Linked DNA regions of Hordeum vulgare: region 1 is linked to region 2. A link is a contact called in public Hi-C data. All regions are on one chromosome and are shown on one strand. The core of a region is the stretch at or near the end of the contact, and the rest is flanking DNA. Distances in the headings are between cores, read along the strand shown.

Region 1 (5,159 bases), core at 2,503-5,002, 680 kb after region 2:
GGGAAACTGCACCGTCCTGCAGTCCGCTACTCGCGTGTCCTCCCCCGCGTCACCCTTGACTCCTGAGGCCGGGTCCTACCTTGGAATCTCCTCCGCTCGGGAGGGGTCCTGAGGAGGCCTCTCCGCGGGTCTTGATGCTCCTCCTCCTCGCGAGGCTTGGCCCCTCGAGAGGGACTTGCCTTGAGTGGCACTGTGCCTGATTGTGAATGGTCGATGAAGTGGGCCAGCCATGGGCCGCACGCAGGCAGGTCCGGGTACCCTCGTTCCCAGAACGCCGACACAACCTAAATCCGTTGTGGTCATCAACCGAGCAGGAGGCGACCTAGGCCATTCAGTGACGCCTTTGAGGTACCGACGACGCCCCCGCGCGTCGTCCATTCGATCCACAAACTTTAACAGATTGGGGGGCTACTAATGAGGTCACCTACTTTGGGTAGGGTCATAGACCAGACATCTAGGGCCCACCTGAGGACCCACACTAGCATTAGAGTCTCTCGACTACTGATGCATTCAGATACATTTCCAAGATCTACTCGGATCTGGGTCATCACTCGGACGACGCTCTGCCAGTCGGTTGCAAACCAACACTCGGTCACGAAGAAGAGGAACCACCTCAGAAGCCACAACGTCCAAGGGGTTTCTGCCACTCACATGAAGTGCCATGATGACCGCACGTTACATGTAACGCCTCAATGAAGATAACAACATCAATAACACCATCAGTTACTTGTGTTTAAGGGCCTCGTAATGGACCTTTGTAATGGCGCGAGACCGGTGGCGCACACTCTTTATAAGCCACCTCCGGGCGCCGGAGTAGGGGTTCCGACCTTTTTGTAATCAACACCCCCCATAAGCAAATACTAAGCCTCCGGGCTCGAGACGTTGGGTTGTTACCACTTCCGAGTGGGGGCCTGAACTTGTGAAACCGAGTGTTATGCTTGTGTCGTAGTTAGGCTTCGCCCTCATTCATTCGTACCCCCATACTATTGAGAGAGTTAATCCCTCGACACTCGCCGTGTACGAGGGGAAACCCTTGGCAACAACGTCGTCATCGTCGGGTTCCTTCTTGGAGATGTTGATTGATACCGGCGCTTCAGAGTCTTTGAGTTTGGTGGGAGATATCCGGTGGTCGCGAGGCTTCTTCATTTTTATCGATGTGCCGTTGTCGGCATTTTCCTTTTGTATTTTCTCTTTCATTTCTTTTGGGCATGACTGTGCTGCTTCTGCTCGAGCACCTATTGTTGGCTGTATGAGTTGGTTGTTTTGTAAGACTACTCACAATGGAGAGTAACATAGAGTAGTAATATGCATATGTTACTAGTTTTTCATTTATTAGCTTATAAACTCATTTTGACTTGATATGCGTTATGTTAACCATAGTGTTAGTAACTAGCTAAGTTACTCAATTTCTCTCTCTTTTCATTAATTAGTTGACACGTAATATTTTTTTTCTTATGTGACATCTATTTTTAGGAAAACGCTTCAAATAAGTTGGATGCTTTCTTGTCTTTACAACCGCGTCCAACGTCGTACGATCCCACATGATCGTGTGGCGCGAGAAGCGTTGTCTCCCACACGCGAGCGCTGTGTCTTCCACCCATGAAGGTAGCCAGGCAGCGTTCCGACGACTGCCTATTTAAATGATCCTCGTTTGCATGTACTTCACACGAGTGATTTTTACTAAGTAGCTACACATGTGATGGTACAATACCAGAACACCATCTTTCTCGATGCTGATCGTGGGTGTTGGTTCATTTGGTACTAGCAAGCTCTCATCAAATCAAGGTTGCTAACGGTCAGACCGTCATAGTCGCGTCCTTGACGCTGCTGCCTTCTTCGAAGCATGCCATCACAACATCATCGAAGCAGCCGGGCCGTCATTGCCGCATCGGGACGGTCATCGCATCATCATCGAAGCAATCATGTCCGTCATCGTAACACTGTCACGACCGTGAAACACGTTGCCGCATTATCATCAAAACAGTCAGGCATAACATCGATGTGGTTGTGCCGTCGAACCATATCGCCACGACGTGATCACAAGCGTCGAAGCACAACATGGGCATTAGAAAGCATGTCGTAGCGCCATCGCCGAGCTCGTCGAAACACGTCTCATAGAATCATCACGTCCGTCGAACTATGCCATTGAAGCATTATCGCGCCGTCGAGGCACACCACAAGTGTTCGAAGCATGTTGTTGTACCAACGTCGCGGCCATCGCAGTATTATCAAAGCAGTCGGGAAGACGACGTCGCAGCACACCTTGTAGCATCATCACGGCCATCGAAGCATGTCGTTGAAGCATTGTTGTGGCCGTCGAAGTACACCGCGGGTGTTCGAGCATATTGCCGTGCCCATGTCTTGCCCGCCGCAGCATCGTCGAAGCAGTTGGGATGTCTTGCAACATCGCCTCGGCCTTCAGAGTACACCATAGGAATTCGTAGCATGCGGTCGCGTCATCACCGTTGCCGTCACAACATGCCTAGCATCACCGCAGTCGTTCAAGCAGTCAGATGTTGCACAGACTGTCATCCTACGTCGCATCATTGTCCGCGCCCTTCGGTGATGCGACGGAGCATCAACGGGCGGCGTGGTGTCACGACGCGAGCTGCAATGGAGCAGCGTCGAGGTCGTCGGTGCTACGACGTAACACCATCGAGGTTCGCAGTGCAGCGACGCGAGATGCCATGGAGCAGCATCGAGGGGTCATCGGTGATGCCACGGCGCAACCGTGTGACAATGCTAGGGACAACGTTAGAGTTGCTCCGGCAATGGTCCGTTGACCGCCACGATGTTGCAACGGTCTAGCGACCGTCGGGATGTTGCGATGATTGCCCACGAAGCGATGAGGCGATGTTGCTGCTGCAAAGGTCAGATGACCGTCGAGATGCTGCGATGATCGCCCACGGAGCGATGAGGCGATGATGTTGTTGCAAAGGTCTGACGACCGGCGAGGTGTCGCGGCGATCACCCACGATGCGATGAGGCGTACTGCTGCTGCTGCAAAGGTCCGACGACCGTCGAGATGCTGCAACGACCTGCCACGACGCGGCGAAGCGTTGCTGCAACAGTCCGATGACCGTCGAAATGTTCCGACGACCATCGACAACATGGCGTGGTGTTGTTGGGAGTGGACTGCAACAACATCATCTCGATAGAAGCGTGAGGAATGGTGTGAGGGGACCGCAGGGGTTGTAGGAAGTCGGTGTTGCGAGCCAGTGCTGCCAAGGCACCGCCGTGCTAGACGGTGATGCGACGACGACGTCGATGGTTGTCTTGCTGCAAACTGAGCCGCGACGCTCCGATATGGCGTTGATCGAAATGGTCCTCGTGCGCCGCGAGGGATGCTTTCAGACGCAACCGATGTAGTTGTAGATAAACGCTGCTAGTGGGTGAGGACCGAGCTGTGGAAGGCGTCGACTGCGGATAGTATTAACTGATGATTTGATTAAAGGTATATCCACAGGGCTGCTTTTTGCTAACCGCACACGGATGACGCTTAGTATAGGCTTTTTTTACTACCTACTATATTATTTTTATTGTGGATAGTCTAATACAGAGCGGGAAGAAACTGTTCCGTGCGAAAGCACGTTCCAAACATACCTCTAACTAAAACGAGAAATCTTGATCTCCGAGACCCAGAGTCATAACGAGAAATCTTAATCTTACCGAGTTAGGATTGAAACGCACTCGTGAAATACGGAGTAGGAGTATGTTACTACTCCGATACCGACAGAAACACAGAGTGACCAGCAGTAGTAATACTCTCCGGCTCCGGCCCTTGGGAAACCCCGAAAAGACTCGTTAGAAAACCCAGCATCACCTCGGTGCCGCTGCCGACTCGCCCACGCAACTCCATCGGTCTCGCACATCTTCCTCACCGCCTCCTACCCCGCCCGCCCCGCCCCGCCCACCTCGCCGGAACCCTACCTCCTACCCGGTCGCGCCCCCGGCCACTTCCGCCCGATCCGCCGATCGTCAGATTTGGCAAGCGCAATGGACTCCGACTCCGAGATGCCCGTCGCCAGCGACGAGGAGATGGTGGACGACGAGGACTACTACTACTGCAGCGACGAGGGTGAGTGCGACGACGGGGACGCCAGCGGCGGCGCCGCCTCCGGCGAAGAGGATTTATTGGCCGGAGGCTACGAGGGCCAGGAGGCCGAGGGGAGCGACGAGGCCGTCTCCAGGCGCGAGCAGGTGAGCCGTTGAATCAATCCATATGCCCGGACACAGATCGGGCCCTTGCTTCCGTGGTGCTTTCGCCTTTTTGGGGATTGTTAGGGTTTGAGACCAATCGGGCTGGGGAAACTCTACAGAGTAATAATGTCACATCCACTCGGAAAAGGTGAACAGTTCTTAGTTAGTTCTTAGCTGCTCTAGCGGTGAGCGGTGGCCTGTCGCCTGATGCTGAGTCGCGCGGTTCTCTTGGGAGATCGGTTGCTAAAACTATAGGGTCATATGCCCTTGCGGGTGTGACGATTATGACATTTGGCCCATTTGAGTGCGGGGAATTTTTCAAGGAGCATTGCTGTTCATTGCCAAACTGTCAGCCTTTTGTTAGAGCTCGCTTGGCCTGCTTGTACCTTGTGGCTGTCGCTGTTAGATATAATCCTTGTTGTAATTGCTCATGCTGCAGTTAGTCAATGAGTCGAGTCTTTTCCTTAGGGTGTAAGATAGTGAGTCGAGTTTTTTTCTTAGGCTAAGTCAGTGGGTCAACTCAACAAGTCTAATAGGCTGTAAGAAGTCAACTAAGTTAGTTTTGTACTAGTTCCTTCCAGTTATAGATAAGGGAAAGCCCAGCCAGCTGCAGCAATCGCAGCACCAAAAGAGAAGAAAGAAACCGACTTTGTTCGTAGTACTTGTGTGCTTGTGCGTGTTGTGAGAAACAACCGCGCGCGCGAGAGAGAGGAGCTGAGTGATTCGGTTCCAACAGTTGTAAATTGATGATTAAAATTTAAACACAAATGATGCACATGACAATGCTTGATTTAGTTATACTTGGTGAATATGATATCAGTTAGTGGATCAGATTTTTCATTAGTAAGCAGTGAGATGGGTTGCAGGTTTGCATCTCTTTTTATTTCTCTAGTTTTGCCCTGTCAATGTAAATGGATGATTAGCTTGATCGTGGATGCACTGCTTCTACAGGCTCTGCC
Region 2 (5,317 bases), core at 2,000-4,499:
GCTAATTTTTATTTTATTGAAATTTATTATAATGCTACCCATGAAATAATAGGAGGAATTGTTAGAATTCCTCCTTTACCACAAATTGCCCCTTATACTCATGATGGAATTCAAATATTAGGAAAACTAGGGGATATGCAAAACAAATTGAGCGGAGTGCAAAAGCTAAACGAACCCATCAAAACCTTAGCCTCAAGCCTTAACCACATGAATTATTTTCTCATTGTTTCCAATAAGAGACTTGAGTCTCTAGAATTTTTTTGAAATTAGAGGTAAACGGAAAGAAACTCCCATATTCGAGAAAAGACCCGCCAAGGTAGCCAAACTAGATGATAAGGATGCCAACACTTAAAATGATGCATTATGCCTAGCTAGGGACATAAAAAAGCTGGCTATAGTTCCCTACCATGTCATATAAGCATTCACTCATATAGTGGGTTAGCTTTTAGATTAGCTATAAGAGTGGACATATTAAATATTTTAGCACTTAAATGTTTGCATGTGCACATCAACTGCACGATCTATCATACGCTATATCTTTGTGGACATTTCATGAAAAAACATTCATATATATGCCCTTCATAGCCGATGAACCAACCATACCTGCTGGTTGTACCCCAGCGATCCAGCATGGTGTGGAGAGGAGGCCGCCATGAACTGTGGTGGTCGTGGGGGTAACCCGGCTCCAGGTCCAAATATGGCAGGCGGTGGAACGAATTGTGCCGTTGGTCACAAGAACTTCATAGGCGCTGGTGCTTTTGTCTGCTTGGACTGTCCTCCCTACTCCCAACGGGCACCGGTGCTGGTGGTGGAGGTCGGCGGGCTTACGTCTAGGTTTGGGATGTGGCGATTGGCGGACGTTTTTGGGTGGCTTGGGAGTTGATTTAGCATGGAAGGAGCGATTAATGGTGGAAGAGAGCGAGAGATTTGGCACGAAGACCATGATTTATCGCGAAAGGGACGCAGGAGGGCCATGGCGCGAGTGATCAAGAGGAAGAATGAACTGCGAGCTCTTGCGCTTGAACAGACTGCAAACGGGCTCTATTTTCTACTTTTTTAGGGTCTCTATTTTATAGTTTGGTTTATTTTCGGAAACTCCTACCTAGCGCTCGCTGCGTCAAGGGGACGCTCCCATGCAAAGGGGAGCGCCCGACTCGGTCGGCCCAACTTTTTTTTTTGTCCACGAAAATCAGATAATTTACTTTCTTTCTTTTTTCTGTTTTTTCTTTTTTGTTATTTCCGTTTTTTCTTTTTTGGCCCGTTTTCCTTTTTTTCTATTTTTATCAAAGCGAACAAATGTTGAATTTCTCAATCATTTTTTTAAAACGTAAATGATTTTTAAATCAGAGAGCAAATTTGAAAGCGCAAACAATTTTTTAAAGAACGAACATTTTTTTAATTTTGAGAATAAATTTTAAAACCAAGAACAATTTTGAAAAATACTTAACGAATTTGGGACGACGAACAATTTTTTAAAGCACGAACATTTTTTGAATCTTGGGACCAAAATTTTGAAATGGAGAACAATTTTGAAAACCCCAAACAAATTTGGAAGTCTGAACAATTTTTAAAAGCACGAACATTTTTTGAATCTGAAGAACAAATTTTGAAAATAAGAACATTTTTTGGTTCGTTTTTTATTTCCTTTTTCCATTTCTTTTGTATTTGAAGCAATAAGATTTTTCCAATTTGAAGAACAATTATGAAAAATCGTGAACAAATTTGGAAGTGCGAACAATTTTTTAAAGCACGAATATTTTTGAATCTTGAGAACAAAATTTTACAAAGCAGAACAGTTTTGAGAAACTCCGACAAATTTGAAAGCGCGATTTTTTTTTAAAACACGAACATTTTTTGAAATTTGAGAACAAATTTTGAAACCGAGAACATTTTTGAAAAACGTGAATAAATTTAGAAGCGCGAACAATTTTTGAAATCATGAACATGTTTTAATATTTAGAACAAAATTTTGAAAAGGAGAACGATTTTCAAAAACCATGATCAAATTTGAAAGCGCGAGCAAATTTGTAAAGCACGAACATTTTTGAATTTTGAAAACAAATTTCAAAACCGTGAACAAGTTTGGAAGCGCGAAAAGTTTTTTTAGAGCACGGACATTTTTTGAATCTTGAGAACAAAATTTAGAAATGGATATCAATTTTGAAAAGCCCCAAACAAATTTGGAAGCGCGGACAAATTTTTAAAGCACAAACATTTTTTGAATTATGAGAATAAATTTTGAAACAGACAACAATTTTGTAAAAACTTGAATAAATTTGGAAACGCGAACAATTTTTTAAAAGCACGAATTTTTTTTAATCTTTAGAACAAAATTTGGAAAAGGGGAACAATTTTGAAAAACCACAAACAAATTTGAAAGCGCGAACAAATATGTAAAAGCACGAACATTTTTGAATTTTAAGAACAAATTTTGAAACCGATAACAATTTTGAAAAATAGTGAACGAATTTGGAAGTGTAAACAAGTTTTCTAGAGCATGGATATTTTCTGAATCTTGAGAACAAATTTTTGAAATGGAGGCCAATTTTGAAAACCCAAACAAATTTAGAAGCACGAACAAAATTTTAAAGCATGAACATTTTTCAAATTTTGAGAACAAATTTTGTAATCGAGAAAAGTTTTGAAAAATCCTAAACAAATTTGAAAATGCGTACAATTTTTTAAAGCATGAACATTTTTTAGATTTTGAGAACAAGTTCTGAAACGAAGAACAAAATTGAATCTTAAGAACAAATTTTGGAATGAAGGGCAATTTTTTGAAATTATGGAACATTTTTTAAAAATCAAGAATATTTTTTGATAATTCAAAAACATTTTTTGAAACAGAAACCGAAATAAAAAAGAAACGAAAAAAATAAAAAAAATAAAAAATAGAAAAACCTATTCAGAAAACTTTGTAGAAGTTTCCCAAAACCGGAAAACTGGTAGAAACTTCAAAGGTTTCCAAACTACGAATAGGATTTTCCTCTATTTTGTAGTAGTTTGGTGCGTTATAGACGTGCGATAAAATAAACGCTGGCTTTGCTCTCTCTCTTTTTTTTCCCCCTCTTCCTCTCTCAGGGTTGCTCTAACCAGGCCGTATTTGCCGTAGCGTTTAGTGTGGACCCATGGCCCTTTTTGTTTAGTGTGGACCTATGGCCCTTACGTGGCCGTTTTCTGGCCATAACTCACACCACCTCGTGAAGTGCCTGCCAAGACCCAATTTATACACCATCAACCCTGAGACCCAATCACCCAAACAGCCCAGTAGCCAAAAGCTCCAGCCTTCCTACACCGAGAGCACCCAAAGTGCAGGCGCAAGTTTGATCAACCCCCGCATTCCCTCCCTCTTCTTTCGTCCCCGTCGAACCGTCTCCCACCGCGCGATGGCGCCGACCGCAAGCCCTAGCCCAGGCCCGGTGGTCACCGCACCGGTCCACCAAGCTCGCGTGCGGGTGCTCCACCCGGGGCAGGGCCTGCCCCCTGCTGGCGCGAAGCCTGGCCCGGTGGTCTACTGGATGCTGCGAGACCAGCGGCTAGCCGACAACTGGGCGCTCCTCCACGCGGCGAGCCTCGCCGCCGCTTCCGCGGCGCCGCTCGCCGTCGCGTTCTCCCTGTTCCCGAAGCCGTTCCTCCTCTCCGCGCGCCGCCGGCAACTCGGATTCCTCCTCCGTGGCCTCCGCCGGCTCGCCGCCGACGCTGCCACCCGCCGCATCCCCTTCTTCCTCCTTACCGGTACGCCTTTCGCCTTGATCCCCTTCTGGTGGCCGACTTTATAGGCTCCGCTTTTCGAAAAAGGGAATCGATTTCCCGGTACGAGAAATGTACTGTAACCGTTTAATAACGTTTCGCTGACAGGTGGGCCCACTGAGATACCAGCGCTGGTGTGGCGGCTCGGGGCGTCGGCGCTGGTCGCCGACTTCTCACCGCTCCGGCCGGTTCGCGAGGCGCTGGACGCAGTGGTCGGCACGCTGGGGCGGGATGCTGCCAGTGTGGCTGTTCACCAGGTAGAATTCGAATCGGAATCACAAGGGAAGTTGCAGTCGTTTTCAGCGGAATTCGACTGAGAGACATGCGGGCTTTGTGGCATTGGCACACAGGTAGACGCGCACAACGTGGTGCCGGTATGGGCGGCATCGGGGAAGCTGGAGTACTCTGCCAAGACCTTCAGAAGCAAGATGAACAAGGTCTTGGACGAGTACCTGGTCGAGTTCCCCGAGTTAGCACAGGTGGTGCCATGGGACAGGGAGCAGCCAAAGGACATTGATTGGGATATGCTGATTGACACGGTTTGCAGGTCCGGATGCGTTGCGACAAATTTACTGCATATGTGATTTGGACTGAAGAAATTTGTTATGAGTGGTGTTTGATTCTTTGCTGATGTTGCAGCCAGGCAGAGGACGTGCCTGAGATTGACTGGTGTGAGCCGGGCGAGGCGGCGGCAATGGAGGCACTTCTGGGTACCAAGGATGGGTTCCTAACGAAAAGGATTAAGAGCTATGATTCGGACCGGAATTATCCCACAAAGCCAACGGCATTGTCTGGCCTCTCTCCCTACCTGCATTTTGGGCATATTTCAGCACAAAGATGTGCTCTCGAGGCAAAAAAGCGTCGCCATCTTAGTCCCAAGGTGCCATTGTTTTCTTTGTCAAGCTTTTGGTTTGAGACCCATGCAATAAAATAATATATCATTAGATGTCAGAATATATTTCTTCTTAATAGTACCAAACTGCAAATCTGAAATATCAATTGTTTGGGAACAGTCAGTGGATGCTTTCTTGGAGGAGCTGATAATAAGGAGGGAGCTAGCCGACAATTTCTGCTACTATCAGCCTCACTATGATTCGGTAGCAGGTGCTTGGGAGTGGGCGAGGAAGACACTGAAGGATCATGCTGCCGACAAAAGAGAACACATTTACACGTAAGATACTATTTGGGCTATATATGTATATCTGCTTGTCAGCAGTGAGGCAAAAGGCTCCTTAACTAGAATTTACCTTGGCTTGCAGGAGGGAGCAGCTTGAGAATGCAAAAACAGCTGATCCTGTATGTTTTAAAAAACACGTTCTACTACTGGAGATAACTCTCATTTACTAATCGAGTTATGTGTTCTCTTCCTTGATTCTTCATCAGCTCTGGAATGCATCACAGTTGGAGATGGTCCACCATGGAAAAATGCATGGATTCATGCGGTAAAATAAATTATGCCTAGTTGCCTACTTTAGATATCATATTTTTAATGCATTTTATTTGATATTTCATTATTTTGATGTCATTTGGGCTGGTATGAATTGCGTGAGATTATTCTTGTTGCTAA

What was found. A called contact is a pair of places that touch in the nucleus more often than the background predicts.
Region 1: a contact with region 2 is called in a Hi-C map of leaf, with 8 times the contacts expected there. The contact joins the promoter of LOC123407387 here to the promoter of LOC123412665 in region 2. A contact is called at or near these places in 2 of 6 Hi-C or Micro-C datasets (leaf and seedling).

Annotation. Positions count from the first base shown.
Region 1 is chr7H:219,242,666-219,247,824 of MorexV3_pseudomolecules_assembly, forward strand. It overlaps LOC123407387 (probable E3 ubiquitin-protein ligase ARI8), which reads left to right and starts at 3,753. Exons shown (of 15, transcript XM_045100513.1): 1 at 3,753-4,200. The coding sequence starts at 3,997.
Region 2 is chr7H:218,567,804-218,573,120 of MorexV3_pseudomolecules_assembly, forward strand. LOC123412665 (deoxyribodipyrimidine photo-lyase) reads left to right here and starts at 3,250. Exons shown (of 10, transcript XM_045105612.1): 1 at 3,250-3,735; 2 at 3,859-4,007; 3 at 4,101-4,297; 4 at 4,390-4,630; 5 at 4,764-4,921; 6 at 5,010-5,046; 7 at 5,134-5,192. The coding sequence starts at 3,387.